2 separate regions of the Urocitellus parryii genome follow, and region 1 is linked to region 2. The links are chromatin contacts, called in public Hi-C maps. All regions are on one chromosome and are shown on one strand. Each heading gives the region's core, a stretch centred on a gene start, on an enhancer-like site or on the middle of the called end of the contact. The rest is flanking DNA. Distances are from core to core; before and after follow the strand shown. Region 1 holds the start of Epm2a (EPM2A glucan phosphatase, laforin). Region 2 holds the start of Shprh (SNF2 histone linker PHD RING helicase).

What was found. Hi-C and Micro-C count contacts between places; a contact is called where the count stands out from the background.
Region 1: a contact with region 2 is called in a Hi-C map of muscle, with 2.5 times the contacts expected there. The contact joins the promoter of Epm2a here to the promoter of Shprh in region 2. A contact is called at or near these places in 2 of 2 Hi-C or Micro-C datasets (liver and muscle).

Annotation. Positions count from the first base shown.
Region 1 is chr8:20,160,561-20,164,956 of mUroPar1.hap1, forward strand. Epm2a (EPM2A glucan phosphatase, laforin) reads left to right here and starts at 1,962. Exons shown (of 4, transcript XM_026397616.2): 1 at 1,962-2,297. The coding sequence starts at 1,997.
Region 2 is chr8:19,961,238-19,965,291 of mUroPar1.hap1, forward strand. Shprh (SNF2 histone linker PHD RING helicase) reads left to right here and starts at 1,444. Exons shown (of 31, transcript XM_077801664.1): 1 at 1,444-1,634.

The sequences.
Region 1 (4,396 bases), core at 712-3,211, 200 kb after region 2:
GGAAAAAACAAATGACATTTGGAAAGTATAGGATTCGGACAGCACAATGGAACACAAGGGAGTACTGAACTGCTGGCTCCAGAAGAAATGAGAAGTCATTGAAATCAGAATTCCGTCGTTGCATGGCCAAATGACTCTTATTTTCCTAAAATTACTCCAAGAATATTTTGTAACAGCAACCTGAATAAACCAACTCACATGCGACTGTGAGTTCATGTCTGTTTTGCTACGGAATCAGCCATGTTTGGCCAGCCTTGCTGTCTTACATTTTTTCTTGGTGTCTACCCTCAAGCTTAGCAATGAAGCCAGATTTAAAGTTAGGTAGTTAGTGTAGTTAGGTAAATTGGGTCTAATACCGAGTGAAATCTAAAATGGAGGCCATGCTGAGAATGACTCAGGGAAACACAGGACAATTCATGGAATGTTAGTGAAGTCCCGAAAAGGCCCTAGGCCAAAGTCCACCTGGAAGAAGTATTAATGAATAGCCCCAGCAGATTTGAAGATAGCCCATCACAAAGGAGTGATAATGAAGTCCTTCCTGCTCAGACCACTTCTTTGGCCCACCTGTGTCCCACCCCTCTGGCCTTCCAACCTACATTCCATCACTGAAAGAACTATAAAAAGGGGAGACAACTGCACTTCCACGGATTCCACCTTCTGGGTCCCCTTCTTCCTCCGGGAGAAGTCTTTTCTTCTGTCCTTTAATAAATTTCTAATCTCTACTCTGACCTTGCCTCTGCGTGCTTCTTTGGTGTTATTCTTCAACATCGGGGAGCAAGAACTCGACACCGGTCAGCGGTAACAGCAACCAACCAAACTTTGAGCGGAATATCAACATTTAAGAATGAAATGTATTATTAGTGTACTAATTGTTCTATAGAGAGCGTTTGTGTAATTTACAATATTTTATAATTTTTTATGATTTTCTGCATGCATAAAATTTTGTTTTTCCCCTCCTCCTCACTATTGACAAGTTTCCAAAAACTGACAAGTAAGTACTGACTTTAATTCACTTAAAGGATGTGTTATTATGTTAAATGTTGGTGAATATAGAACAGTAAGGCGTGAGACTAATAGAGTGGAAAAACCAAAAAGGAACAAACATAAACAGAACATTCTTTATCTGTGACAAGGACAAATTGAAGTGCCACCCCCACCCCCCGCCAAGATTTAAATACTTTTCTCTTGGCCAAAGATCTTCAAGCCTCTGGTTTTTGACTTCAAATGTTTTGAGTTAAAAAGTAGTGATTTTTATTAGAAGTAAATTTTAAATAAAGGGTTTTTGTTTCTATACCATTTTTAAAAGAAAAATCATGAAAGCCATAAAAGTTTTGGTCTTGTTTTGATCTTGAAAATATGTACTCCAAACCCATTTCCACATTCTAAAAATAGAGTGTTTTCAAAAACAGAAAGCGATCCTGTGTTTTGCCAGGCATCTAACAGGAGTAGGCAGGGGAAAAGTATGAGATGTGTTTGGGTCAGCTCTAGGCCCTGAGTAGGGCGTCCTGCACCCACCCCAGACCCTTTAAACCAGGTGGATCCCGTAAGATCACTGGTTTACACCCTCATTTTACAAAAACCCAGAGACTCAGAGTGGCTGAGCCCCGCCGCTGGGTCCAGGACCCTCCTCCAACTGCACTATTTGGGGCCCTATCTAGATGCGGATCCTTTTTGACCTTCGCAAAGGTAATTTCGAGTCTCTTGGAAATTCGTCAGGACAGTCACTACGTTTAGACGTTTTTCGCCTCCGATGGCTGGGTCCCCGGTGCCCGGCGGCTGCGGTGCAGCAAGAGGCCTCTGGTGGCTCCACTGACAACTTCCCGAAGTCGCCAGCCCGGGCCTGCAGGAGGCCAGCGCTGCCCGGCCGCGTGATGTAGCCCAAAAAAGGCGCTGCCCCGCACGTGTCCCCGCCGCCCCGGGCCGCCCGCGCCGCCGTCCAATCGCGGAGGCCGCTCGCGCGGGGAGCCCGGGTACCCGGAGCCGCGCCGCCGCCGCCATGCGGTTCCGCTTCGGGGTGGTGGTGCCGCCCGCCGTGGCCGGCGCCCGGCCGGAGCTGCTGGTCGTGGGGTCGCGGCCGGAGCTGGGGCGCTGGGAGCCGCGAGGCGCGGTGCGCCTGAGGCCGGCGGGCGCGGCGGCGGGCGCGGGGGCGCTGGCGCTGCAGGAGCCCGGCCTGTGGCTGGGGGAGGTGGAGCTGGCGCCCGAGGAGGCGGCGCGCGACGGGGCGGAGCCGGGCCGCGTGGACACCTTCTGGTACAAGTTCCTGAAGCGCGAGCCGGGAGGAGCGCTCAGCTGGGAAGGTACGGCCGTCCGCGCGCCCGCCTCCCGCGCTGCCCGGGAGGGCGCCGTCCCTGTCCCCGCGCGCCTCTCGTCCCCTGTGGTCTCTCGACCCTCCGACCCCGCTCCCTCTCCCAGCCCACAAGGCGTCGCTTTCCTATCGCGCCAGTGTCGCGGGCCTTCGTCACCAGGGCCCGGCCTCTTCGCCCTCCGTGGCCCCGCTGCGCGGTCCCCGGGCCGTCCGCTGTGGGTGTCAGCGCCCAGCTCCGCCTGGCTTCCCTGCCCTCCTTTCCCGTCCCAGTTCCTAAAAAATATATATATATATATATATATATATATATATATATATATATATCTCCAACCAGTGACAATTAGCCTTTTCGATAATCCGAGGCTACAGTGTCCTACTTTGTAGAATTTGCTCCCTGGAGTTGGAGAGTGAACTAATGCAAAAACATCGAGTATTTACCATTTTCGGTTTTCAGAAAAGATCTCAGATACATGACAGTTGAGGCATGACCGGATTTCTTGAAATATAAACTACATATTGGTTGTAAAAGTAAAACAATAAAAAGTACGAATTTAAATGTACAGTGTCTTCTATATATGTAAATAAATTGCCTGCACACACACACTATATATGTATATATACACACATATTTATTTAGCACATACATATATTTAGTATACATACTTATAAAATAAAAATTGTATATATGTAATTCTGAATCTGTCTTTTTTTGTTTAACCATGTTGTGCATACCTTTCAGTGTTACTGCATAAAAATGTATTTTGTTTTTTAAGTGGAAAGAGAATTCTGCATCCTCCAATGTGTATTAAAGTTATTTCTAGTTTTCAGGTTTCCTCTGTTACAAACAATAATGGTTTGATTGGAAGTACCTATGCAAAGTTATCTTTGAGTATTTTGGAGTTTTTCCATAGGGTGGATTTAAAGAAGTGAAAATATTGGTGAGAATGTAGCCATGTTTTACATTTCAATAAGGGTTGCCAAATTATACTCCAAAAAGGAGATTCCTTGGGCTTCTCCCCAGACCCCCAACAGTGTCTGAACTGAGACAACAACCCTCCTCCTCCTCCTTATTCTTCTAGTTGGTGCAAATTTTATAATTTTATTTATTTTTAAATTTCATTATCGTTTAACTTTTTATTTAATTGATTTTATTTTTTTAAATACAGACAGCGGAATGCATTACAATTCTTATTACACATATAGAGCACAATTTTTCATATCTTTGTATATAAAGTATCATTTAATTTTTAAACACTTTTTATTGATTCATAATACTTATGCATTAAGTAGGATTTATTTTGACATAATTATAAATGCATGGAGCATAATTTGCTCCAACTAAGTCCCCATACTTACACTTAACCTCTTCTTCCTCCTTCTTCCTATTCCCTTTCCTCTACTGATTTTTTTCTACTCATTTACATTTCTTTAAAAAAGTTAGTTTCCTGGCTGGGGATGTGGCTCAAGCGGTAGCACACTCACCTGGCATGCGTGAGGCACTGGGTTTGATCCTCAGCACCACATAAAAATAAAGATGTTGTGTCCACCAAAAACTAAAAAATAAATATTAAAAAATTCTCTCTCAAGAAAAGTTAGTTTCCTGTGGTTATACATAATGGTGAAATCCACTGTACTATATTCATACATGTACATTGGAAAGTTTGGTCAGATTCATTCCACTGTTTTTCCTTTATTCTGTCCGGTCTCCCCCCTCCCAACCGCCGCCTTCTACTCACCCCATCTTTCTTTTATTTGATAGAATCCCCTTGATTTCTTTTCTCTTTTTTGTCCTCCTAATTTTAGACTAGCTTCCACATATCAGAGAACACACTTGGCCTTTGACTTTCTGAATCTGGGTTATTTCACTTAGCATTATAGTCTCCAGATCAATCCGTTTACCAGCAAATGACATAATTTCATTATTTTTCATGGCTGAGCAATACTTCATTCTATGTATGTACATGTGTGTATATCACATTTTATTTACTCATTCATCTGTTGAAGGGCACGTAGGTTGGCTCCACAGTCTGGCTATTGTGAATTGTGCTGCTATAAACATGATGTGACTGTGTCCCTATAGTATGCTAAATT
Region 2 (4,054 bases), core at 194-2,693:
GAATGACTTTGAGGAGTTCAAGACTTCTGTGGAGGAAGTATCTGCATATGTGCTGGAAATAGCAAGGGGATTAGAATTACAAGCAATGCCTAAGATGTGACTACTCCTACAATCTCATGATAAAACATCTGTGCATAAGTAATTGTTTCTTATGGATAAATGAAGAAAATGGCTTCTTTAGATGAATTTACTCTGGAGAAGATGCTGTGAACATTGTTGAAATTACAATAACAAAAGATTCAGAATATTACTTAAAGTTAATTGATTAAGCCACTGCAGGGTTTGGGAGGATTGACTACAATTTTGAAAAAAAGTTCTGTGGATAAAATGCTACAGCATTGCATACTGCAGAGAAATCTTTCATGAAAGAGTCAAATGATGCAGCAACTTTATTGTTGCCTTATTTTAAGAAATTGCTGTAGCCACTCCAACCTTCAGCAACCACCTCTCTGATCAGTTAGAGCAGCTTCAACATGGAGGTACGCCCTCCACCAGGAAAAGGATTATGCTGCACTGAAGGCTCAGATGATCATTAGCAATTTTAACAGTAAAATATTTTTAAATTAAGGTGTTTATGTTTTTTTTTAGACAATGTTATTTTGCACTACAAAGACTATAGTGTAAATATAATTTTTGTATGCACCAAAACAACAACAACAAAAACTTATGAGACTCTCTTAATTGCAATATTCACTTTATTGCTGTCTGGAACGGAACCTTCAGTAGATATGCAGTATGCTTTTACAGGATTTGAATTGTATGAACACCTAGAGGTTCACTATTACCATCTTCTATGTCCAATCAGTTGATTCTAATTTCTGTAATGTCACTAGATTGATAGCATCTAATAGGTGCAAGAACTCAGTGTTGTCAAGAGTGAACAGATGTCTTACACCTGGGGGTTACCAGAGATACAAGGAAGAAAAATGAACTATTTTTATGTGGAATGAGCTCTGGTGATTCTAATATTGAAAACCATTCCATAGAGAAAATTTTCAAAGGATATACAGGGTGCTTACCAAAGACAAGATTAAAAATTCCATTGAAAATTTGAAAGGAAGAATTTGTTTAATTGAATGGTAGTATACTGAATTCACCTTTATAGTTAAAATCACATCTCTACACAATTTATAACTGGATCTCTAGTTTAACATATTGCCCATGATTACCATATTTATCTGTATTAATTAAGGTAAACGAATTACACCTATCCCCGGTTTGCCCCGTCCACATCTGCTAATAAGCCCCGCCTTCTGCTTCGGGATTCCAGCCAATCCTGTATTTCATAACATCCTTGAGCAGAGCTATCGCGAGACTCTCGCGGTAGCCTTAGATGGGCTTTAACTGAGTGGACTTGCGCAGAATTGACGCATGAAGCCAGAGCGGGACACAGGGGGCGGGGCGCTCCGACGTGCGCGTTCACTTTGACCCCACGCTCCAGCGCGCACCCGGCAGCCGGGCGCTGTGGTTTCTGGGCCCCCCTGTGAAAGCCGACGCTACCCAGCATACCGCGCGCGTGCCCACCTTAGGCGGATGTTCAGTGGGCGGCGAATGCCTGCTGGGGGTCTGCAAGGGCATTTGAGGGACCCGGGTCTAGTGCAGAGAGACTCGAGAGGCTTGGATAACCAGCCGAGGTAGGTGCTTGGGTGATAGAGGGTCAGGGGTCAGAGGTTGCGGAGGGAAGACGTCTCTGGCCTCCCAGGGCCACGGAGAGAGGACTTGGGTGTCCCGGACCTCGGGAAGCGCCAAGGGCTGAAGGGGAACGGCAGCGCGAGCCTCCCGGACCCCATCCTCTTCCCGGACTTGCGGGCCTCCGGACCGCAGCAGCTTTCTCGGGGGCTGGCGCGGGGCGTGGGAAAGGTGGCCATTCTTCTCACCGTGGATTGGGGCCTGCGGTGTGCGGTGTGGGGTCGAGACCACGCTTCACTGCCAGAGGGGCGGTAGTCGCGGTCGGCGGCCTCGGGGTGGCTTTTTGCCCAGCTTGCTAGGAATGGTCGGCTGCTTCCAGCGCCGCTCCAACTCCTGTAACCTCTTTTGCTTCTTTTGGGAGGATAACTGGGTATCTTCGGATACTTACCTATGCCCCCTGGAGGCTGGCACTGGGCAGCCTCCCGGCTTCTTGGTGTGCGGGATTGTGTAGAGTTAAAGGGGAGGCAGGGACTTCCAAGTTCGTCTGACTGAAAGCTCTGTTACCTTCTGGAGTTAGATTAATTACATTGCATTGAAAATCGCTCTTGTACATTGTGCATTTGTGTTAGCTAGGTTCATGAAGGAAGGTGTGATTGTATCTGATGATTGACGATCCCTGTCAGATATACATTATTATTAAATCGTGGCAAGTAAACCTGAGCTCTTTTCTCAAGCAGCTCGGCATTTGCATGAGGTAGGAACCCTAGATGTTTGATGTTTTCCTACTTGTACTTAAATTAACTTGAGACTGTCACTGAACAAAATAACATAATTTTGAAGTTGTTACTGCTATTTTTAGTTTTTCCAGTGGGCGATAGCAGGAATGATGACACTCCCTTGAGTAGAAGTGATCCATAATATCTGTACTGTCAAATTGTGGTAATACTGGATTATTAAGAGATTTCAAGTCCTTTGTAACAACTGGACTTTGTTTGCCTAAACCAACACCTTGGGCAGTGAAATGGCAAATGTATATTTCTAGTTGTCCTTGATAGCCTGAGTCATGGTCTGTTATGGATTTGTTGTAATTCAGGATTTGTTTATCATTGAATGAAGGAATAAATCATTTGGAGGGGAATTTTTTAAATTTAATACTCATTTGTTATGTTCTCTTAATAACAGTTTATTTACTTTTTTAGCAGTCCCTCTTATTTTTGTTAAAAGATACAATTTGTTCAGTTTTTTTTTAATTTTTCCTGTCTCATTCTGGGACAGAGATAGCAAAGAATAGTTTTTCTATTCTCTGAAGTCTGATAGAATGTGAATTAAAGAGACTTCTCAAAAAAGAAATGTGAATAAAGTACTGTAGATCCTTATAATGAAGGAAGATAGGAAGTTAGAGATCTTTGTTTCACCTTGTTTTTGTATATCATTTTTATCCTGGCACTGACCTGGCTTTGGAGGTAAAATACTGAATAAGATACTATTCTTAGTCAACTTTCAAGAAATTCATAGTGAACCCTGGAGCAATTAGAATGAAGCATGAGAGATCCTTAAGTCAATTTCCTCAGTCATACATGGCAGGAAGGCTTTCTGGAGAATATAGGACAGCCACTGGGAGGAAAGTGTGAGAGGGTGTTTACATCAAAAGGCTTTTTGCATTTAAATGCAGGACAGTAAAAGTGTGACCCATACAGAAAACTTCACATAATTACATTTTACCCAAATACTAATATTTATGGAGGGTGAAGAAGTAGAACAATCAAAGGTCTGATTCAAAAGGTATGAAGACACATGGAAAAGGAAATGGGATTGGGTTACAGATGTATAGAATTTCACCAGTACTTATTAGCTGATGATTATCTTTGACCAAAAAAAAATCTTTGGTTTAAGACATTATCTCTGGATAGAGATTCCTTAGGGAAAGAGTCAACCAGATATATATTTTTAAATCATGAATTTTGTTCCATTGAGAACTGAACAAAGGGAGAACATGCAAAAATGCCTAGTATTTACTTTTCTCCAATTTAATTATTATCGTTGATAAATAACTGAGACTCTAATGTTAGGGAAATCAGGTTGAAGTCAAACCTGTAAAGGAATGTACAAATTATATTGGCATACATGATTTCAAAGACACTGAATGGGTCTTACCAGAGAATGAATTAGTAGTTGAAGGAATGTGTTCTTGGTATACAAGTTTATTTTAAGAAATGTGGGCACAAAAAAGACAAAAATTTTAAAAATGACACATTGCTTCTATTCATATTCCATTGGCTGGAACTAGTTATGGTACCTTACTAAGCTGGGCAGCCATATCCCAACTAGTCTATACTTTGGAAGGAAAGAAATGGATTTCAACAGGCAACTAGTTATACCAAATAAGGTTTCTCCATTTTGGCAACTCAGTGGAATAGGAAGCCTA